Regions from separate parts of the Triticum aestivum genome. Here region 1 is linked to region 2. The links are chromatin contacts, called in public Hi-C maps. All regions are on one chromosome and are shown on one strand. The core of a region is the stretch at or near the end of the contact, and the rest is flanking DNA. Distances in the headings are between cores, read along the strand shown.

Region 1 (5,117 bases), core at 2,019-4,518, 830 kb after region 2:
CTTATATGTAATTCAAGCCATCTGAGAGAAGTATTAACTACCAGCAAAGTGTCTGAAGAGCATTTGTAAGCATAGAACAAATAATCGGTCCATTGCTGATGACAAGAGACGTCAACTACGTAATGGCAATAAATAACATTAAAGGCAGTCTGTAAGACATGAGAAATAGATGTTCAAGCTTCCCATATGATATGAAGTATAACCTGGTGAAACGGCAGTGCTGACTTGCTTCGATGCAGAATATATGTGCTTTACAAATGGCATTTTCTTTATAAACCATTCTCCAACCCAGAAGACAGTTGAACCCACCCATGAAGAAACAAATATTCCAACCAGAAATATGAATGCCAGAGAAGTCAGAAAACCAAGACCTGCAAAGTGTCGGTGAAAAAATAAAGATAAACAATGATTTAATGATGAAGAGAATTACTTGCGTCCCATATAAGCTACGTTGCACGGATACTTGGATATGTATCGGATACGCGATACGGGGATATGCCCGATACGTCAATTTTCTAAAAACTAGGATACGGGGATACGTCTGTATATACATATTAATTATTAAAGATATGAAAAAATAACGAGTTTTTGGTAGGAAACATACTGTTTTATTAAAGAAATTGAAGTCTTCACACCTACGTACATAATTCAGAGAAGGAGATGGAGAAGAGAGATCAAAGAAAGAGAGGGAGATGAGAACATAGCTCCTGCAAGGGAGACATGGATGTCTTCTGCCGGCGACGAGCCGGCGACCGATCAGCGTCGATTGGATTGGAATTCAGAAGGTGAGAAGGAGAGAAGAACATGTGGGAGAGGAGAGGATTGGAGCTGAGAATTAATGGAGAGTTGGAGACCTACAGGCTGCGGCTGCTCGCCTGCTCCAAGGAGTCGAGGGGACAAGCTGCCAGCTGGGAATTGATGACGTGCGGCGGCGCCATGAGGGAATCGAGGAGTTTTCTGTTTTTCACGTCGAAAGAAGGGGTTGCCGTATCCAAAACGTACCCCGAGAGGTATCCCAGACGTATCAAACACTATTTTCTTCTTTTTAAATTAACAAATCACAGGATACTTACGGGATACGTATCGGGCAGTATCGGGGCAGTATCCGGCTGGATGCGCGCACTTTCTAAAGTATCTGTGCAACGTAGCATATAAGTACGTGTTTAAGTGCTATAAAATCATTACTGCAGTAGAGGATCTAAGTTAAAATTGGCTATTGTTCAAGAATGCGGTCGCCAATACCATCAATATTAGCTTATAATATCCTACTTAAACATAAAGCTGGATATTATGATTGCTTGCTAAAGGGCCTACAATTCTTAGGTGTATGGTGGCATGAATGAGATGCTACTAGATATTCCTTTATAATCACACAATATACAACTAGAAGTTCCAATGTAGTATTTGTAATTCTAAGTTAGTACTCCCTATGTTTCTTTTTAGTCTGCATATAAAATTTGGTCAAAGTCAAACTTTTAAAAGTTTGATTAACTTTGTAGAAAAAAATATCAACATCTACAATACTAAAGCTATATGGTATGAAAATTAATTTCATGATGCATCTTATAATATTGATTTAATATTATGAATCTTGATATTTTTTTCTATAAACTTAGTCAAAGTTGACAAAGTTTGACTTTGACCAAATTTTATACGCAGACTAAAAAGAAACGGAGGGAGTAAGTTCAGAACTACCATAGACAGCACGACCAAAGTACAAGTACAAGAATTACCAAATATGTTGACTCCGAGTTTTGCATATAGTGGGCTGAAAAATCCATCAACAAATTGAACGAACCACCATGTGATGAAGAACGTGAAAGCCACAGGAAAAAGAACTACGCTGAAAAGAACATGAAACAAAAGAAGATCAGTAAGCATAGTATTGGTAACATGTTTTAACTTGTTTCTGGTGAAGGATGTACCATCCGGTCATAAATTTTCTCGACACCCAACTCTGAAGAACAGCACAGCATGCCTACACAAAATTTAGCAACCATCAGCAAATTAGTGAAATGAAAAAAATGACCTGTCTTGTGGATGCAGCTCCTTTTGGGTAAAACATTGGAAAGATCACAACATTAGAGAGCTGTGTCGGAGTTATATACTATCCTATTAAGCTTACTGATCTTGATTAATTTTTTTCATTCATAACCTCTTTCCAGCAATAGTATGCACTATGCAGTGCAAACCCATGTTTCGATGCTACCTTAGCACCTAAATAAGGGTATGATCCCACACATTCACCATGTTTTGAACGCTTGGGGCCTTGTTCAGTTGCATCCCTTCTCAAAGGGATTGGAGGGGATTTCGACCTGTAGAAGATTTAATCCCTCTACATCTCTGCTAATCCCCTTCAATTCCCTGTAAACCGAACACAGCCTAATACAACACCGCAGTCCTCAAATTGCTACCGGGTGCCTTCTTGCACAAATAGACGACCAGCATTTCTCAATTGTGGCTTCCCAGTACCACGAGTTGACAGCGCTTTCAGAAAAGGAACACCAGCACATCCAAATTCATTAATAGTAACCTGGACACTAAGGAGATAAGACAAATTAATCGTATCCAAATAAGAGAATGTGTTCTAAGCATATATCTCAAGTTAAGCCACCACAAGGCACAAATGGACAAACAAAACCCAGGGCCGAACGGCCTGACTACTCTTAACTATGAAGAAAGCTTCAAGACAGCTTCAGTCTCCTGAACAGCATCCATATCCCCAATAATCTCCAGAACTATTGTAGAAAATTCGATAACCTAGCTAAACTCGTACTTACTAGTCTAGAAGCACAGCCGACTGAATTTAGCAACCGCCGCACACGAGAGCGGGCACGGGAAACGTGTTGGCATACGCGCAGATCCGACCATATGAAGCACAACCACGCCCAGAACTCCCGAAATACTAGCACACGCAGCGGCGGGGCCCTACGGCAGCGGCACAGGCACGCGCGCGCGATTGGGCCACCGGGGTAGCGGGGTTGGATGGATCCGGACCTTGCGGGTGGAGGTGGTGGGCGAGCTGGGGCGCGGCGGCGACTTGGCCGGGTCCTCGGGGTCGACGGCCTCCGCCGCCTGGCTGAGCGGGACCGACGTCGACTCCTTCTCCTCCGCCATGGCGTGTCCCTCCTTCTCTAGAACCTTCCGGCGGGCGGTGCGGCGGGGGGCGGGGCGAGGAGGGGGGGTCAGGTGAGGTGAGGCGTCGCTGGCTGCGGCTGCGGCTGCCTTTTCCCCGGCTGGCGGAAAGTAGCAGCAAGCGGTTGGTGGCGGAGTCCGCAACCGAGCGAAGGGAGGCGTCAAGCGGTGGCGTGGCGGAGCCACCAAGTCCAAAGTCCAAGCGAAGACCCCTATGACAGGCTGGGCCCACCTGTCACGCCGCGAGCCAGTTCGCGTCGGCTGCCCCCTGCTCCGCCACGCGGCGGTCTGTGGCACCTCGGCTATCCCTGCTGTGCGACGCAGGGCGGTAACGACAAGCCGTGACGGCGTCAGCGAGGCAGCGCCCGAGCGGCCGAGCGCGTCGTTGAATGCCTTTGTGGGGGGTTGGGTTCTGTTTGGGTAAGCTGGCGCCGTGTTGGACGCGCTGGCGTTGAGCTGGCCCGAGCGAGTGTGACGCGACGGAGGAGGAAGGGACGGACGTCGGCTCCATCGGGTCCGACCGGACGGAGGCTGGCCGGAGACCCGTCCGAGTCTGTTCGACGGTCGCTCTCCATGCGCCCCACTGCGGCCACCACATCGTTATGGTGGGCTGAGGCAGGTCAGCTACTTCTCCCCGGCCTGTTAATCACAGATTTTTAGAGTTTTTTATTTGCGGGGAGCAGATTTTTAGATTAAACGGGCGATTTTGTGATCAAATAGGCACAGTTTTTCTTGAGTGCTGGTGAAAGGATAGGTAATTGTGGTTCAACCATTAATTACGAAGCTCTTTACTAGTGCTCCTACGACCTTTTGCTTTCGGGAGAGTCGCTCAAAGAAAATCAAGAAAAAGGGAAGGAATCCTTTCAAAAAAAGGAGGAAGATGTAGCCGCTGAACATATTCCCGTAGGCCTAATATGGGCCGACACTAGGAGAGCCTCCCAGTTCTTTCTCATGTGGAAATAATTGAGCCCAATTCTGGCCCATACAAGTCTATGTAATGTTGCATTAGTATTTTTCTTTTCTTTCCAGTTACTCAAAAATTATTTTTCTTTTCTTCTTTACGCCAAAAACAATTCCAGACAAGATTCTTTTTAATATGTCTTGACAAGGGTTGAGGGGTGCATTTGATGGCGGCAAAAAAGGTCGATAGACTATTGTTAAAAGGAAGTGCACCATGCTCAATATTCATAGGGAGATCAAAAATTGGATTGGTTTGACCAATCTGGATATCACTAGCTGGAGCAACTTCCACACCGTGATGGAGTGGTGGCACCACACGGTGGGCGTCAATGCTAACATGAGAAAGGGTCTTGCATCCCTCGTCATGTTGGTCTCTTGGAAGATTTGGAACGAGCGAAACACGAGTATTTAGAAATGTGTCATCCTTGCCAACTGTAATCACATCTAAGATTAAGACCGATGCTGGGTTACGGAGGTTGGCAAGGGCTAAGCGTCTGTGTTCTTTAATGCCGCGAGATTAGGCTTATTTTTTGGGGTCTATGTATTTCCAAACTCTTCTTAATTAATGAGACGAGGCAAAACTTTTGCCTCCGTTTCAAAAAAAATAAAGTGAGAAGTATCTCCTCCTAGGTGAAAGAATTTAGATGTGAGCCAAAAGATTGTATTTATTGACATGAGTGTTTGAGTATGGTGGCATAGATTCGTTAAACAAGATAAGAACGATCAAAAGCTACAAAAAGGTCAGTAGAAGGAAAATAATGGCATCGCCACAAATGCAAAACAAACAGGCATCAAAGCCGAGCGTAGCAGAGCATGACACCATCTCTTTTCACTGGCCGGCCGTGGAATGGATCGCGTCTGTATAATACTCCCTACATACAACGACATAATATTATGGTAGAGAGTACTATCCCTTCTTGTTCGAACACTGGTTTCTTTAAAGAAAATCGATACTAGGAATCACTAATCCATGCCATGTTTTGCAGAGAACACACTACAAGTCCAGGTAGCACGTAACATTC
Region 2 (5,504 bases), core at 64-2,563:
AAAGATGCTCATAGGGTGTGCGTGCATGCGTTCATAGGAATTAGTGTATTGCGAGCATCTTCGACTGTACTGTGTTAAAGAAAAAGTCAAAACGTCACAATGTTTTTGTAGACCATGGTAAAACTTTTTTTTTTGAGAGTATGCCAATGGCTACCATATTTTTTTATAGAAGAGAGAAAAATATGTACAAAAGTGGGGCCTAGCAATGTGAACAACGCTGCCCCAAACACCACACCCACCTGAAGAAAAACCCTAGAAGTTACTCTTTCACAAAAAGATGCAATCTACCAACATGGACAACGTGCCGATCTTTGATCTCATCAAGCACATGCTCCGACAATTGCCTCGGGTTCTTGTGCTCAACCAATCTCCCGAATACTCTTGCGTTGTTTCCATAACGACAGATGAGAGCGATGACGAAAGTGTCGAATCCTCTTTTGTTGGCCGTGGGGACTCCCGCATTGGCAGTCTCCCACCACTGGGTGAGCGTGAGGTTAATGTCTGGGCTGAAAATGTGAATGTTCAATGACGAACAACAGCGGTACCAGACCTCTCTCGGGAATACACATTGGATGAGGATGTGTTCCACCTTCCTCTTTTTTTTTTGAGGTGATCCACCTTCCTCTTGTAGGCAAAGGTAACATGAAGAAGGTTGATCTTGCAATCCATGGCGAGCACGGCGGTCAGAAGTCCAGATCGGTACTGTACCGCTAACCAGGCGAAGATTTCAGCCCAAGTTGGATATTTAGGCCAACTCCACCGCGTGACCCAAATTTACCCCAAATCGTCCGTTTGTGTTCGTTTGGGATAAAACGGACAAACCGAACGACCCAACGCATGAGAGCATACGGACGTTTTGTCCGGTTTGTGTCCGCTTTTGCCCCATTTCCAGACCAAAGTTGCTCTCGGTTTGGGGCCAAAGCGGACAGAGAGCGGACGTCTTCGCGTCCTCGTCGTCCGCCTGTGTCCGCCCTTGCCCCACCTGTCACTCTCTCCTTTTCTGTACCTGGCCCATCACGTGCACCCACCATGGACAAATCCGGACAAAATATGGGGTAGCAGCGGTGGGTGCAGCGAGTTTGTCCGGCCTCTGTCCGACGTTTCTTCTCCATATTTTTACCTCATACGGACAAAATCCGGACAAAATGGGGTAAGATTTAGGGTCGTGCGGTGGAGTTGGCCTTATGTCCGACCCAAGTTGCTCTGTTTTTTAGGTGAACCAAGTTGCTCTGTTTCTCCCGTATACGGTCTGCTTGGTCCCGCGAGCACGTTGCCAGCTTTCCAGTCGGCCAGGAGTCCATTGACTCCCCCACGCCAGCGGAAACGGCATCTGGACGGGCTCCACCCGCCCGTCGTCGCTCCCGCACCAAACGCCAGCGAGTCCACCTCCACCTCACCCTTCTCGGCAGCGAGTCGGCAGCCTCGTAGCTGCACGTCCCTCTCTGCAACCCCACCTCGCGCCGCGCTCACTCCCGTCCCCGAGGGCCTCGAAGCTCCCGCCTCCACGCGGCGCAGCCAATGCGAACGCGGTGCTGCGGGCGCTTGTAGCATAGCATCTCTCCCGGCCTGGTCAACCCCATCCTCCCACGAGGGGGTATGGGGTGCAACAGCGAGGCGGTGGCCGGAGAGGGGAGCGGGAGCGGCGACCTTCGGAGGAGGAGAGGGGGCCGGGACGGGGCGGGCGCCTCGTCCTCCTCCTCCTTCGCCGAGGGGACGAGGGAGTTCGTGCTGAGCTCCATGGACGAGCGGTTCTCCGGATCGGTCGACGCCGATGGGTTCCCCTCCTCGCGTCGAGAAGGTCCGCTTCGAGATTTTGTTTTTTCTGTTCTATGCCCAGTGGGCGTGTGTTTTGTTAGGAGTCAGCATACGTCGGTATGTTGATGAATTTGAGACATCAGGGGTTTACAGTCGGAAAGTCAAACCTTGCCTTGTGGTCGCCAAGTTAAGTATCACTGACAATGTAAATGTCTGGCGGATTGGGTGGTTTGCTTTATGAAAAAAAGGGGGCTGCCTTTATGCTTTAGTCAAGGTAACCTCCAAATTTTGAAGGGCAGTTCGAGCCAAGGTGTAAATTGTAGTGTTCAGTGTAGCAGGTTGCTGCTTTCGGTTTTCCAATTTCGCTCCTGCTGTAGAGAACCAGTGGACTGGTTATCATTTTGTTTTTATTTTGATTTCTGTGGTTTACTAGTTATGTTCTCCATTTATAATTAGTATATGTGCATCAATCTGTTGTACTCCCTCCGTCCGGAAATACTTGTCATAGATATGAATGTATCTACTATCTAGATGCATTTTAGTTTTAGATACATTCATTTTCATCCATTTCGATAACAAGTAATTCCGGACGGAGGGAGTACTTTCAGTTCCCCTTAAGGAACAATGATGTTTTCATTGGAACTGTACAGAACACCATGTAGAAATCATCTGTCTCAAACTCTCAATATTAGTGTTGCAAAATTTAGTTCCCAGTTGTATCAGGTGGGTCGACTGATGACGCCACTTTGCACTCTATTCAGAATTAAGTCATTTTCTCTTGTTAATGAATATCTGGAAAATCGACTAATAGAACAACACAAATGTCAACGTGCACAATGGAATTGGCTTATTCTGTACATGTGTATTTTTTGCTCTGAAACATCATTGTTCACAGCGCTGTTCTGGTTTTCTACAGGATTCGGGCATAGTAAATCCACAACTGCAACTTCTAGTCGTTTTAGAGGGCAAGATCACGCTTTTGTAAGATCATACTCCGATAGGTTGCTTAAATGTGACCTCACGTTGGATATGCTATCAGAAAATGAGAAGGTAAGCCTGCTAGCACTTCTTGATTGATACCTTTGCACATTTAGTATACCATGTGTCATTTTTCCTCAAAAACTGTTAACACACTGTGAAATTTGTTAGTCAGCCTGTACTTTTACCAGTGATGTAGTAGTTTTGTTGACCTTCTAATATTAAGAGTTGGCGCTAGTGCATACTAGTCTCCTCCAGTGGACCGATATATAGCCGCAGTTATGACTCTGTCTGCTTGGTTATGCTGGTCCTGAAAATAGATTGATGTTTGGTCTGCTGTTTACCACAATCTTGGCGGACTAGAGCTTGGTTTTAGTTGAGAAGAATTTGTGAACATCCAGTTTCGTCACACTATTTGTTATAACTGTTCTTTGTTGTTTGGTATTTCAGATGAAGATAATTGAGAAATTGGTAAAGATCCAGAAAGATGGTACACTGGAGGTAGATGTGACCCGTAGTGCCCTTGTTGCATCAGAACTCTCAGAGATTGATGCTTTTGGTTCTGTGCCACGTGATGTTGAAGAAGTTAAATCTGGATTTAGCAAGTCTGTCCCGAAGTTGAAGATTGCTATACTTGTCGTTGGAACACGAGGGGATGTTCAGCCGTTTATAGCATTAGCTAAAAGACTTCAGGCAAGTGAACCTGCAAGTGCCTATTAGATATCCCAAATAACAAATGGGCATTCTTGAAAATATATATGATATTTCTGTACTTTATCGGTATGCACTCAAATAAATAGGAGTTAACTTCACATAATTTCTCTGGAATGTCTAGATGATGGGATTGTTACTGCCTGTCCCACGGTTGACGTTATCAGCGAGCTGATGCCTCTTTCGCTATTCTTTGAAATCACAACTATGTTGATTGTTTACTTATCTGCAGCACTACCCAAAATTTGGGATATCCAACATTTGTGTAGCACTAGTTTTACATGCATAAGGTGGCTTCATCATTGACCATTAATTAAAGGAAGAAAAACTCAGCAGGTGTCTACCTTGGAGGTGCTTGAACCCCCTCGAGCTGTTCACAGAAAAGAAAGACATCTGCATTGCTGTTTAAGTTTTCAAGTATAACAATAATCATGATGTCCTACAGCATCTTCGGTCTTTGCAAAGACGAAGAAATATATCTTACAATGTTGTTCCAATTTCACGTGTAACTGTCAAAAACTAGCATACTGATTTTAGCCTACCTTATATGTACATATGGCAGTATATGCTCTTCCTCTTAACAGAAATAATGGTATTTTCTGCAGGAATTTGGACACCATGTTAGATTGGCATCTCATGTCAACTTCCGTACTTTTGTGAAGTCAGCTGGTATTGATTTCTACCCATTGGGTGGTGATCCACGAATTATGGCCCAGTGTATGTTTTGCGTCTATTGCCCTTATATATGCATTTGGCTATCTTTTCTTGACTAGATTGTTCTACTTTTGAGAATGTTTTGCATGTGATAGTCAACTTTTATTATTATTATAATGATAAGACATCACAACTTTTTTATTGTTCTCTAAGAAACAGATGACATCTACTCCCTCCATCCCAGAATGCAAGACGTTTTTTGGTCTAGATTTAGACGTCTTACATGTAGGGACGGAGGGAATAATTCTTAAGCAAATTAAATGTGTAAATGTGCACATAGTCACACTCGATTAGTAAGGTATGCACTTTCAACTGCAGACATGACAAAAAACAAAGGGTTTTTAATGGCCGCGCCCACAGAGATTTCTGTTCAAAGAAAGCAGGTGAAGGAAATCATTTTCTCTCTTCTACCTGCATGCACAGAACCTGATTTGGATACTGGAATACCTTTCAGAGCTCAGGCAATAATAGCAAATCCTCCTGCTTTAGGTTTGTCTATCAATCACTATACTTCTCCTTAGCCTCATGTTATAATTTTTTTGCAACCTTTGTTGATTTAATTAACATGTTCCTGACTTCTTGTACCAAACTACATGTATATCCTCTGTAATTGCGTGGCTAGTTGCCACAGTAAATACCTTTAACCTGAGAATGGTTTGAAAACTGCACCATACCTCAACCATACCCGCACGAATAAACTTGGGAACCCAACCTCAACTAAACCCATTTGACAATTCCGTCAGTCCAACCAAAACCAAACCAATTCGATATTTCCACCCAAATTGAACTGAACCGAGGGCCAATCTGGATTGAAACCGTTTGCTGACATTGGTTAAGAACCGTTCGCTCAAATGGGTTGAAGCCTATACATTGCTGGGCTGCGCTCTGTCAGCTGCGCTAGCTCTCACGGGTGTCGAACAGAGCAAAGACACAGAAGTTCACAGAGCAAGAAGCTGGTTAAATATATTGAGTAGAAGCTACAGCTAAGCTAGTGCACTGCCGGCATGCGTGTAGGATTAGGTACTTGCTAAGCACAATATTATCTTGCGTGTAGGATTAGATACATGCTATCTCAAAGTTGTTGCTGCTCTACTACATCTTCATGGCCGTGCGAGCACTGACCGCCGCCGCCTCTGTCGCCGATCTCCTGGTGGCAAGCCAGACCAGATCGCCAGAGTGTGCCAGCCATGATGGCAGATGACTGCGACGGGTAACCGTGGAGCCTCAGCTTGCTGCTATCGGCGCTGTCACGGAGGCGGGATCAGCGAGCCGTAAGCAGCCGCAGCTGAGCGGGAAGAAGAGGCCAGCAGTCAACCAATCTCACCCACCGGGTGTGACCTATGGGT

The links. Hi-C and Micro-C count contacts between places; a contact is called where the count stands out from the background.
Region 1: a contact with region 2 is called in a Hi-C map of leaf, with 4 times the contacts expected there. The contact joins the promoter of LOC123071548 here to the promoter of LOC123071544 in region 2. A contact is called at or near these places in 3 of 5 Hi-C or Micro-C datasets (all in leaf).

The regions. Positions count from the first base shown.
Region 1 is chr3B:663,695,949-663,701,065 of IWGSC CS RefSeq v2.1, forward strand. It overlaps LOC123071548 (protein LIKE COV 2), which reads right to left and starts at 3,269. Exons shown (of 8, transcript XM_044495126.1): 1 at 2,998-3,269; 2 at 1,926-1,978; 3 at 1,734-1,843; 4 at 204-371. The coding sequence starts at 3,117. LOC123071550 (ethylene-responsive transcription factor ABR1) reads right to left here. Exons shown (of 2, transcript XM_044495127.1): 2 at 5,097-5,117.
Region 2 is chr3B:662,869,859-662,875,362 of IWGSC CS RefSeq v2.1, forward strand. LOC123071544 (sterol 3-beta-glucosyltransferase UGT80B1) reads left to right here and starts at 1,314. Exons shown (of 14, transcript XM_044495122.1): 1 at 1,314-1,798; 2 at 2,672-2,805; 3 at 3,184-3,426; 4 at 4,050-4,161; 5 at 4,477-4,647. The coding sequence starts at 1,597.